Linked DNA regions of Mus musculus: region 2 is linked to region 1. Evidence: chromatin contacts called from public promoter capture Hi-C data. All regions are on one chromosome and are shown on one strand. Each heading gives the region's core, a stretch centred on a gene start, on an enhancer-like site or on the middle of the called end of the contact. The rest is flanking DNA. Distances are from core to core; before and after follow the strand shown.

What was found. Capture Hi-C pulls out chosen DNA fragments and counts their contacts.
Region 2: a contact with region 1 is called in a promoter capture Hi-C map of adipose tissue. The contact joins two enhancer-like sites. A contact is called at or near these places in 7 of 39 promoter capture datasets (the 3T3-L1 cell line, 3T3-L1-derived adipocytes, the HPC-7 cell line and 3 more), 2 of 484 Hi-C or Micro-C datasets (the AML12 cell line and nephron progenitors), 4 of 115 datasets of contacts at active chromatin or transcription factors (the HPC-7 cell line, acute myeloid leukemia, bone marrow-derived macrophages and 1 more) and 3 of 9 other capture datasets (adipose tissue, liver and pancreatic islet).

Annotation. Positions count from the first base shown.
Region 1 is chr1:54,764,392-54,770,277 of GRCm38.p6, forward strand. Ankrd44 (ankyrin repeat domain 44) reads right to left here. Exons shown (of 28, transcript NM_001081433.3): 5 at 2,393-2,593; 6 at 1,959-2,046. It overlaps 4930444A19Rik (a long non-coding RNA gene), which reads left to right. Exons shown (of 4, transcript XR_003948660.1): 4 at 1,198-1,963. Among named protein-coding and RNA genes, the nearest start is that of 4930444A19Rik, 86 kb to the left of the region's middle. Within about 2 kb of position 1,735, at least 34 of the 459 cell types and tissues checked have an H3K27ac peak or open chromatin away from gene starts, as enhancers often do. A contact at or near this core is called in adipose tissue and bone marrow-derived macrophages, where this site is marked.
Region 2 is chr1:54,894,452-54,900,020 of GRCm38.p6, forward strand. The region is part of intron 1 of Ankrd44 (ankyrin repeat domain 44); the gene reads right to left. Among named protein-coding and RNA genes, the nearest start is that of Ankrd44, 29 kb to the right of the region's middle. Within about 2 kb of position 2,715, at least 121 of the 459 cell types and tissues checked have an H3K27ac peak or open chromatin away from gene starts, as enhancers often do. A contact at or near this core is called in adipose tissue and bone marrow-derived macrophages, where this site is marked.

The DNA of each region.
Region 1 (5,886 bases), core at 485-2,984:
GCAATTTTTTTATGTTTCCATGTTTTAACTCCCCTAAATCATTCACTAAATAGAAAACCTTCTAAATCTCGGCTTTTGTGGGCATTTGAGATCTGTTCCCTAGTTCACTATGGCACATGTGTTTGGCCTTTATTTTATAATTGAAGATCGTTTAAAGCTTAAGTTCATTGCTATAAATGTTGCAGCTAATTGAAGAGCAGGAGACAAATACTGGTTCCAAGACCTACGGTTTGTATGGGAGGCTGAGGGGGTGGGGGGAAGAGGTATAGCTTGCTTTATCAAAATCTAATTCTTTATCTACAAAATCTTTTATATAGAAAAATATTTTCAGTTACGTGGTGCCGACTCAAGCTACCTGCCCCAGCTTTTATCCCCTGTCTCCTAAGGATTGTAAGTCACCCTATTTATAACCTGATGGCATGAGCAATAATGATTTGACTTCTTTGCGTCATAAAAATATTTTAACCACACATCAGCAAAGCATAAGCTAGACCCTCACAGGTTCTTTGAGTCATTCCATGTACATTGTATGCGAAGATGTAATTGGTTTTAGCCTACTCAAAGGTCTGTGCTATTCAAGAACGAAAGAAGGAGCGGGCACGGAGGCACACACCTGGAATTCCAGCACTTGAGGGGAAGGAGGATCAGTCTAAGGTCTTTTCCTACACAGAGTTAATTCGTACAAAATTTAAAGATTCTTGGCGTCTGTAAGTCTAAGAATTCATTCAGAAACCCGTAGCTGTGGGATTTATTTTGTTCTCACCCCAATCTACTCCCTTCCATCCTACAAGTAATGATAATTTGTGAAATGATGATAACAGATATGTATGCGTATGAAACTGACTCAAACAAGCAAAAATGCTCAAAACAAAACAAAATAAAAAATAATCACTAATTCTTGGAGATACCATCTACGATTTCAGTATTTTTTTTCCAAATTTCCCTTCCCTGTATAGAATCTTCCACAGCAATAGAAAATATTATACATATCATTGTATTAAATATAGTTCTTTATGATGCATCTCCCTTTAGTGTGCCACATGATGTTTATAAATTCCCATGGCCACCATTGCTGTACTCCCTTCTGTGTCCCATTGTGTGGAGCTTCTGGGATTTGGCAGAACAATAGCCCATAGATGGATATCAGCTTGTGTGCATCTAAGTCTGATAGAACCCTATCTTTTTTTTTAACTGCAGGTTTTTCTCCAATCAGAAACACACAGAAGGATCTTAGTTATTCACCTCTCATATCTGCATTGAGGATAAACTCTGAGGACTATCATTTATCCAAGGTCTTTGCAACGGATCGAAAGGAAAGGACAAAACAGAGATGCAATCTTTTCAACTCTAGCTGAGTGAAGTGGACAGAGGGAAGTCTGTGGGCTTCCACTTGTGCCAGCACAGCAGAAGCCTGAGCTACTAGGATCTTCCACTTCCATATACAGAGGAAGCTGCCCTCTCTTCCTTCCCTTTGTCTTTTCCAAAAATAATTAGAAGCACAAAGATAAGGAGCATAGTGTCCTTGCTTTGTTAATCAGCCTGCTTTCTTTCCTAAACACTTTATTTGATGCCATAACAAACTAACATACAAGAAATGTTTGTAGTTTCCAATCCAGAGTGAAGAATGTTCAGAGAGGTCCAGGCCATGAGTCATCCTCCCCCTGTTTTGGGATAAATAAACCTCTGACAAGGCAACTGTCCAAGTAGAGCACTTTACAGATGCCAGGAAAACAGGCCAAATCTTCATTCAAGTGAAAGCCAACACTTAAGTCAGATTTGTCCTACATGGTCAACAAGAGGCCCATGGCATATGTAGCCAAGGTCATCTGCTTGTGGTCTTTAATTGTTGTATGATATGTTGGGAATGAAAACCAGGGTTTTGTGCACAGTAGGCCCTTACCCTACCATTACGGTAGCAAAGACCCTGGCACTTTGCTTTCCACACACAGAGCACTCACCCATGTATGCTGCCCAGTGGAGAGCTCGTCGGTCCTTCTTGTCAAATGCATTGATGTTTGCCCCTTTGGCCAAGAGTAAATTGACCATCTGAAAGATAACAAACAATGAATTCTGGTGTTCCCTCTAATGAGGACAGCTCCTTGTTGCTTTCAGGTGATCTAAACCAAATTAGCATCAAGCCTAACAGCAGCTCAAGGATTCATACCAGGTAGACAGGCTAGCAAGACAGGCTACACTGCTCATGTCAAAGGAGAAGACTGAAATGACAATCTACTGTTTCAACTCATTATGGTCTGATTTGAAAATGGATATAACTGCCCAAGCAACATACCTCTCTTATTCTCACATTCACATAAAGTCTCAAAAGTGGTTCCATCTGTGGCTAATAGGGTCTGAGTAGTGTGGCCCAGTTCCCAATGCTGAGAACACTCACCTCCATGTGTCCATTCAGAGCGGCGTGGTGCAAGGCTGTGCGCCCGCCTCTGTCGGAGACATTGACACTGCTCAGTAGTGGAATGATCACTTCTGCACACTTGACGGCCTTATTGGCTGCTGCCACATGGAGGGGGGTCTGCCAATTCTTGTCCCTTGCATTGACATCAGCCGAGTGTTTAATCAATACTTGCACTGCCTCCTACAACAGAAACAGTTTTCAGGATCACTGACAAATGCCCAGTCAATACTTCCTGTGGGTAAGGTGCTTCTCTGGACAAAAGAACTGGATTAAGAAAGGAAAGATTGCTGCCTTCCCAGGCAGGCTGTGGACAAGCCAAGTCATATGAGGTAGAGATCTGAGGAGTAACACAAAATGAGGCAATCTCTCCATCTTCCTCTTTCAGGTCAAAAGCCTGGCCCCCATCATCTGAGATGACATTCACCTTCTAAAGACACAGTTTTCTGATGAGGCATTCTTGGATCACCTGAGTGCAGATGTGCATATCAGGCAAAAGATCTGTTAAAAAAAATGCTCTCTAAAATGAGAAAAGTCTGGGAATAAATAAACCAACAAACTTCCAAAGCCTGTCAAACATTCTTGGACCACGTTTTGAATCTAGGTGCTCTGTGCCAATGTGTAACATGTGACCTTCCATCTTGTGAGGCTGTTATGCAAAGGACGTAATTAGTGGCTGTCTCAGTTTAAAGCTATAATAAAATGATTCCAAGTTTTCCATTACAATTAGTAAACCTTTTTTTGTTTTGGTTTGGTTTTCCATTAGTTTGTTTTGAAACAAGATCTCGGAAAGTTGTCCCAGGATGGCTTGGAACTCACAATTCAACCCAGATTGTCCTTAAACTCATGATCCTCCCATCTGAGCCTCTTGTGTGACCAGACTATGAGTGTGCACCACCAAGCCTGGCTATAGTGAGCAACTTCTTTTGCTGTTCTGATCTTCTTTTTTTTTTTACACAATTGTTTAGACTTTTGATTGTGATTTCCTTTCCTTGACTCAATCAGCTTACCCATTTCTTCACCTATAACTTTCAGCTCTACCTATAGTATAGAAGCCAGAGGACAAACTACTTTATCATATGACTATATAATAGCAAGTCCCAGATAACTGATATGAACTCAGCAAAATCAGCATTTTGAGTCCATGTAAATGTTTATGAAAAGAGTTTTCTGTGAGTCAAAAGTAGCAATGCATGGAGATAAACAGCTAACTTGGACAGTAAAATGTGAGCAAAAAGAAAACGTAGAAACTTATACAATTGAAATGAAAAGTATAGTAACTTTGGGAACCTCTTCTAGATGATGCAAGTAAAATTCAGGGACACAAATAAAGACTAGATATATACACTGCCCACCCTCAGAAGCCTGAAAAAAATACTCAATACACCATGAGCCTGTTTTAGAGTAAAACATAAATATGTATTTTTTTTACATTTATTTGTGTGTGTAAGTACAAGTTGTTGGAGTCAGTTCTCTATTTCTACCATGTGGGTTCTAGAAATTGAGCTTCTGTCTTTAGGTTTAATGGCAAAAGCCTTCACCTGATGAGCCATCTCACAGGTCCCACACACCTGCACATAAAACATTGCTAGAACTGCAAAGATCAAAAGAAATTAATCTCCACTTGTAGCTGATATTTACCTTGGGGTTGGCACGGTGCCCTTGTCTCTTTCCTCCCTTACATAGAGAAATCCTTGGGAAAGAATGGGGCTTCTACAATACTGAAGAATTCAACCTTATCCTTTCTTCCATTTCCTCTGACTGGACCTCAGTGCACAGTGATGAGCGAAAGTGCACTTACAAATTCTAATGTGTGCCTGTCTTTGTTACAGTTTTACAGCTGTGAACAGACACCATGACCAAGGCAAGTCTTATAAAAAACAATATTTAGCTGGGGCTAGCTTACAGGTTCAGAGGTTCAGTCCATTATCATCAAGGTGGGAGCATGGCAGTATCCAGGCAGGCATGGCACAGGCAGAGCTGAGAGTTCTATGTCTTCATGCAAAGGCTGCTAGTGGAAGACTGACTTCCAGGCAACTAGGGTGAGGATCTTATGCCCACACCCACAGTGACACACCTACTCCAACCAGGTCACACCTATTCCAACAAGGCCACACCTCCAAATGGTGCCACTCCCTGGTCCAAGAATATACAAACCATCACAGCGCCTTTAAACTAAGAGCCCTAAAACTCCCCAGATCTAGTAGCACACAGAACTGTAATCTCAGCTATTTGGGAGGCTAAGGCAGGAAGATTGCAGTTTGAGCTACAGACTAAGCTTAAGGGCAGCCCAGGTAATTTAGTAAGACACTGTCTTAATAAGAAAAGTCAAAAGGGGGTTAGGGATTGTGGTAATTTGAATAAAAATGGTCCCATAGACTCATAGGGACTGGCACTATTAGGCCTTGTTGTAATAGGTGTAGCATTGTTGGAGGAAGTGTGTCACTGGAGATGGGCTTTGAGGTCTCAGATACTCAAGTCAGGCCTATTGTGATTGTCTCTTCTTGCTGCATGCAGATCCAGATGTAGAACTCTCAGCTACCTCTCTACCACATCTGCCCACACACCACCGTGTTTCCTGCTAGGACAGTAATGGACTACACCTCTGAACTGTAAAAGTCTAGTTAAATGTTTTCCTTTATAAGAGGTGGTCATGGGGTCTCTTCACAGCAATAGAAACCCTAAGACAGGGATATAGCTTATTGAAAGAATGCTTGTCTAGAGTATGAGGCCCTAGGCTCAATTCCCAATATTGGGGGATGGAGGAAGAGGTCTGTGCAAGGTACCCAAGGACCAGAGATAGCAACAGTAACAGCAAGTATAGTCCTAGCCCTGAAGCTTCTTACAGCTCTGGGGGAAGCTTTACACTATTTGTAGTTGGGAGTAACAAGCAGTGACAGGCTTAATCAGCTCTGACAAGAGCATGGCCAAGGCAGAGAAAAGCCATTAGAAGACTATTACCTTCATGATTGTATAAGCAAAAGATAAATAAATTATCCTATCTTGGACATACATGCTATTTTGTGTATATTGTGGATACAGGACATAAAATGGTAGCACCCATTTCTCACACTCACAGCAAACCAATAATACACAGTCACTTGAACATCTTTGCCTTGGTTCAGTGTCATTTCACTGTGCTTGTGTGGGTTCTTGCTTCCGTTAGGTGAATTTAGGACATATAAAATAAAATATTCAAGATGATTCACAAACTTATTCTTTTGGGAGATAAGACTAGAGAATTCAGGAGAAATTTATAATTGAAAGTTAATAAAATATAATTATCTTTTTTTCTCTCAGTGTTGGCAATCAAACACAGAGTCTATGTTAAACCACTGTTCTACCAGCACCAATATTCTCAGCAGAAAATGTGTGATTATTAACATAATGCAGGGGAGGCGAGTAAGACGTAGCCTAGATACATCTAAATAAATGTTTAAGAATCATTCACAATTCATTTATTCAAGGCAATATGC
Region 2 (5,569 bases), core at 1,465-3,964, 130 kb after region 1:
AGATCTGCCAACAGCAGAAACCAACACTGAGCCCCAGATATGGCACCATTCCTCGAGGTGACCAGCCAGCAACCTGGTGGCAGGTTGACTACATTGGACCACTTCCTTCGTGGAAAGGACAGCGTTTTGTTCTTACTGGAGTAGATACTTATTCTGGTTATGGATTTGCCTTTCCTGCACGTAATGCCTCTGCTAAAACCACCATTCACGGACTGACAGAATGCCTCATCTATCGTCATGGTATTCCACACAGTATTGCTTCTGACCAAGGAACTCATTTCACAGCCAGAGAAGTACGACAGTGGGCTCACGATCATGGAATTCACTGGTCTTACCACATTCCCCATCATCCTGAAGCAGCTGGTCTGATAGAAAGATGGAATGGCCTTTTGAAGACGCAGTTACAGTGCCAATTAGGTGGTAACAGCTTGGAAGGTTGGGGCAGAGTTCTTCAGAAGGCAGTATATGCTTTGAATCAGCGCTCGATATATGGTACAGTTTCACCCATAGCCAGGATTCATGGGTCCAGGAATCAAGGGGTGGAAAACGGAATAGTTCCACTTACTATCACTCCTAGTGACCCTCTAGGAAAATTTTTGCTTCCTGTCCCCATAACTCTAGGTTCTGCTGGCTTAGAAGTTTTGGCTCCAGAGAGGGGAGTGCTCCTACCAGGAGCTACAACAAACATTTCATTGAACTGGAAGCTCAGACTTCCCCCTGGTCATTTTGGGCTTCTAATGCCCTTAAACCAACAGGCTAAAAAAGGAATAACAGTGTTAGGAGGGGTGATAGATCCAGATTACCATGGGGAAATTGGATTACCTCTTCACAATGGTGGTAAGCAAGATTATGTCTGGAGTGCAGGAGATCCCTTAGGGCGTCTCTTAGTACTACCATGTCCTGTGATTAAAGTCAATGGGAAACTACAACAGCCTAATCCAAGCAGGATGACAAAGGACGCAGACCCATCAGGAATGAAGGTATGGGTCAATCCTCCAGGAAAAGAGCCAAGACCTGCTGAGGTGCTGGCTGAAGGTGAAGGAAATACAGAATGGGTAGTAGAGGAAGGTAGTTATAAATACCAATTAAGGCCACGTAACCAGTTGCAGAAACGAGGATTATAAAGTAATATGAATGCCCATTGTAAATTTACTAATGCGTTTGCGATTGTACGAGGGATAGTTATATCATGTTAGGCGTATTTACAACCTTGTTATTGTTTCATGTGAACATGAGATATTATTTGTGTCAAGTTGACAAGGGGTGGATTGTAGTGGCTATTCCTGGTTGTCAACTTGACAATATTTGGAATGAACTACAATTCGGAATTGGAAGGCTCACCAGTGACCCTTATCTGGAGGCTTGGAGATCCTTATCTGGATCTTGGTTTGAAGATCTTGAGCCATAGTGGCTATGGATTCCAGAAGATTGAATCTCCGAGTTAAGGAACACACCTTTAATCTGGGCTATGCCTTTCATCTGGGATTAAAGGTGTGGTGGAACACACCTTTAATCTGGGCTACACCTTTTGCTGGAGACAATATAAGGACATTGGAAGAAGGGAGTCTAGCTCTTGCTCCTGCTCCTTCGCCTGCTTGCTGCGTGAGACTGAGTAACTGCTAGATCCTTGGACTTCCATTCACAGCTGTGACTGAACGATTGTTGGGAATTGAGCTGCCGACTGTAAGTCATCAATAAATTCCTTTATTATCTAGAGACTATCCATAAGTTCTGTGACTCTAGAGAACCCTGACTAATACAAGGCTCCTCAGTGCCTTCACTATTTGGGATGGGGATTTAGCTCAGGGTAAAGTGCTGCCTCGAACACAGGAGGCCCTGGATATCCAGCATTAAATAAACAGGGCTTGAGGGTGTGAGCCCATAATAGAGGCAAGAGGATCCGAAATTCAGAGTCAGTCTTAGATACACAGTAAGTTCTAGGCCAGCTTAGAACACATGGGTCCTTGTCTCAAGGAAAAAGAAAAAAGAAAATCACAATTTGCTTTAAAAGACACCAAAGCCATTTTGCAGTAACCATCATCACCACTTACAGAATAAAAGGACAGCTGGCTCCCCGACAAAAATGACAAGAGTCAGCAGCCAAAATATCTTAGGCACACTGAGAAGGCCCAGTGAGCCACCCACGGAATTCAGCACACACCAGCCCCAATCCAAACAAGAGCAAACCGCCTCGTTAACATGCTCCACGAGCCAGGCGGTTTCCTCCTATTGCACCCACAGAAACGCAAGCAAGCGTCATTAGTGAAAGCATTTTAAAACTGAAAGCTCAGGTTGCCCTTTTCATTTATTTCTTTAAGCTGCCTCTGCCTTGTATAATAAAGGTGATTGGGTGTTTGCTTTGTGATTCTTAAGTCCTAAGTGTAGGGTTTCTCATATGTAAAGAATATTGTAATACAGACCATTTATGAATGTAGCATAATAAATGTTGCCACACACACACACAATGGCTGGCTGTCACTTCCCTTTATTACTTGGGAGAGTATGACTTTCCATGGATTAACAACACAGACCAAAAGAAAGCTGTTATTTCAACCCTTTGGCAATGAGCAGATAACAACAGAAGCCAATTTGAATCACCTCCGTTTTTCACAAATTAAATCCAACAGTAAAGTATTTTACTGTATACTAAATGTAGAGCACACGACCTATCCCTATATAGAAATGATCTTCAGGAGGAAACCAAATGATAGCTCTCTAAGCAGAAGAAACAACTGCTAGGCGGGTAGAGGAAGCTTATAAGGGCTTTGCAGCTGAGTACGAAGGGGACCAACCTGAGGTGGCCATCTAAAGAATTCTCCACCGTGGCACCTCATGTAGAAACAGCACAGTGGTTAAGAGGACTTAGATTTAATTCTCAGCACCTACACAGCAGCTCTCAACCATCTGTAGTTTCATTGCAGTGGAGTCAATGTCCTCTTCTGGCCACTGCTGGCACCGTGCGTGCATGCTGTGCTCAAGCCTAAGTTCAGGGAGACACTGGTACACGTGAAGGGCAACCCCCACAAAGCGCCATCCTCCCCAGTCCGTCTGGCTAAGCACTGGCATTAAAGCTGAAGGAGCCGTTTCATTTTGATAATTCTTGGAAGGCCTCAAATAACAGCTAAGAGCATTCTACAAAGATGCCAGAGGGCACGGGAGAATGGAAAATTACAGTTGAAATCTCATCTTTAAAAGAGCCAGTTAAGCCACTGACATACAAGCCAAGCTCAACTCTACCTGACTAAGGAAGCCAAGGATAAGGACTGATTAAACAAACTTTAAAGCTCTGCAGTTTTTAACCATTTTATATTCTAAAACTTGGGCTTTCCCTCCACCCCTACACAAACTGAATGACAGTCCCGGGCTTTTGAACATGGTTGGAAGAGAGGAATCTTCCTGTGGGGCAGTTAGGAGAATCACTTGATGCTGAGTGCATGACTCAGGGGTAGAAGAGTTTGCCTGGCATAGGCAAGGCCCTGGGTTCAGAGGTTCAGTCCCCAGCAATACAAAATAAACAGACAAAAGGGTATCACTAACCCTCTGTATGCACAAAGGCTAGTCACCACACCTTTCCCGTCTACTTTCTCCCTACCTGCAGAATCAAACCATGCCTCCTACTTCCTTTTTAAAGGAAAGGGAAACAGCCAAGAGAAGTGGAGCTTCCCTAGATCCTTCTGAGGGTGCATGATATCCACAGAGCCAGTTTTCAGGAGCCTTAGAAATCATCTCCTTCACTGAATCGACTCACAACTCACAGCTCTGGCAGAGAACCTGGGTTCACTCAGTTCCCAGCATCCACAGGGTGGCTCACAACCACCTATAAGTCAAGTTCCAGGGGATCATATGTCCTCTTGTAACTTTTACAAGACTCTTGCACAAACATACACACAAAGAAACATAAAAATTGAATCTTAGATAAAATAAGAAATACATGTTGGGAAACATCCAGTATTGACACTAATAACCATTGAGCTTTCAAATGCTGGTGCTCTGTCATTTTTGTATCTAGGGTTCTATTTACATGGTATGTTCATGAACACATACATGTACTTACTGTGTGTCCTCAACCTCTGTATGCTTAACATGTTCAGCAAGGCTTTTAAACTGCAAGTATAGAGATGTTTTTATCCCTGCCCTAGTCCCATGTAAACTGGCCTTTTATAAGCAATAGAGCAGACAAAGTTTGAATATGGAGATGTAAGCCATAAAACTCCTCTCTCTTAATGGAGATTAGCTACAAAAAGCATGCTACTCCTAAGCAGAAAGCTGTTGCCTTGGAAACAGGATTTGTAACTACTGCAATCACACCTCGTAGCAAAGATGGCCAAGATCTATTTTAATTCTTAAATGCCTCAAGGAACTGCAGATGATTGTAGTTATGGAAGATAGCCAATCTGTAGTAATGAGGAAGCACATGCCAAAATTAGAAAGGCTGCAATTGAGAAAGAAGAGGTAGAGAAATAGGAAGGAGAAGGGAGGAAGGGAAAGGCAATTCAAACCTGACAAGTAAACGAATCCAAGAACCACACAGCTGAAGGATCAGTCCTTTCCGTGATTAGAGCCATTCCATCCTATTTACCTTACAACTGCCTGCAGCTCCGTGCTTCTTGCAGGAACGCAAAGCTGAATAAGGCCATCCCTTCTGCAGGAAACACACACTCAAGTCACATTCATATAATGTTGATTTTGGCATGGAAAATGGGGGTTTGGGGGAGTGATAAGAGGCTTCAGAGATAATGTAGCAGTTTTTCTAAGCTGGAATTTAAATATGTAAGAGTTTTTCAGAGAAGGTAAAGATAGGGCATCTTGGGCAAAGGGCAGGACAGGCACAAAGGCACAGCACGATCCTGTTGATCAACAGGACCTGCATTCTGGTAGAACACTTCCATATGCAAAACACTTCCCCACGCATGGCATTTGCCATCTCTAGCTCCACCCCTTAATTGCTGGCAGCAGCTGCTAATCACTCTGATAACCAGAATGATCCTCATTTCCACATGTCCCAGGAGTGTGAAGACGGCGCTGTCACTCCAATGGAGAAGTAAAGGACTAGGAATAGAGCCATGGCGAGGCTAAGCCCCAAGGATGAGGATGCAGCAGAGGCCAGAGTGCAGCCTCTCGGAAGCCCCAGCAAGGTTCAAACTACATAATTTTAAAAAGAGAGAATGGTTTGTAAAAGCAGTGAATGGTGTGGGAGACCAACGACAAGACATGACTGCTCACGGTGTCTAAGGAGGCAGAGGATGGAGAATGAGCCCCAAGGTCTTCCTCTTGGACATAGTAGTAAACAAGACCAGCACTGATCAAGGCCATGGGTGTTAAATAAGAGTGTGTTTGGAAAGGGCCAGTGAGGCGAGGCAGAACAGGAGGCTATAGCGCGCCTGAGAGGCATCCATCTAGACCACTAAGAAGCAACAAACAGCTGGCTAACTGCTGAGGAGAGCATCCAGAGTGGGGATGACAGACCTTTACATTCTGCCACACGAATGTCAAGGCCATTCCCACCCCCGGTAGATTCCCCAACTTGTTAAACAAGTCAGGAAGGAGTTCTGGGGGAAAGAAAATTGAG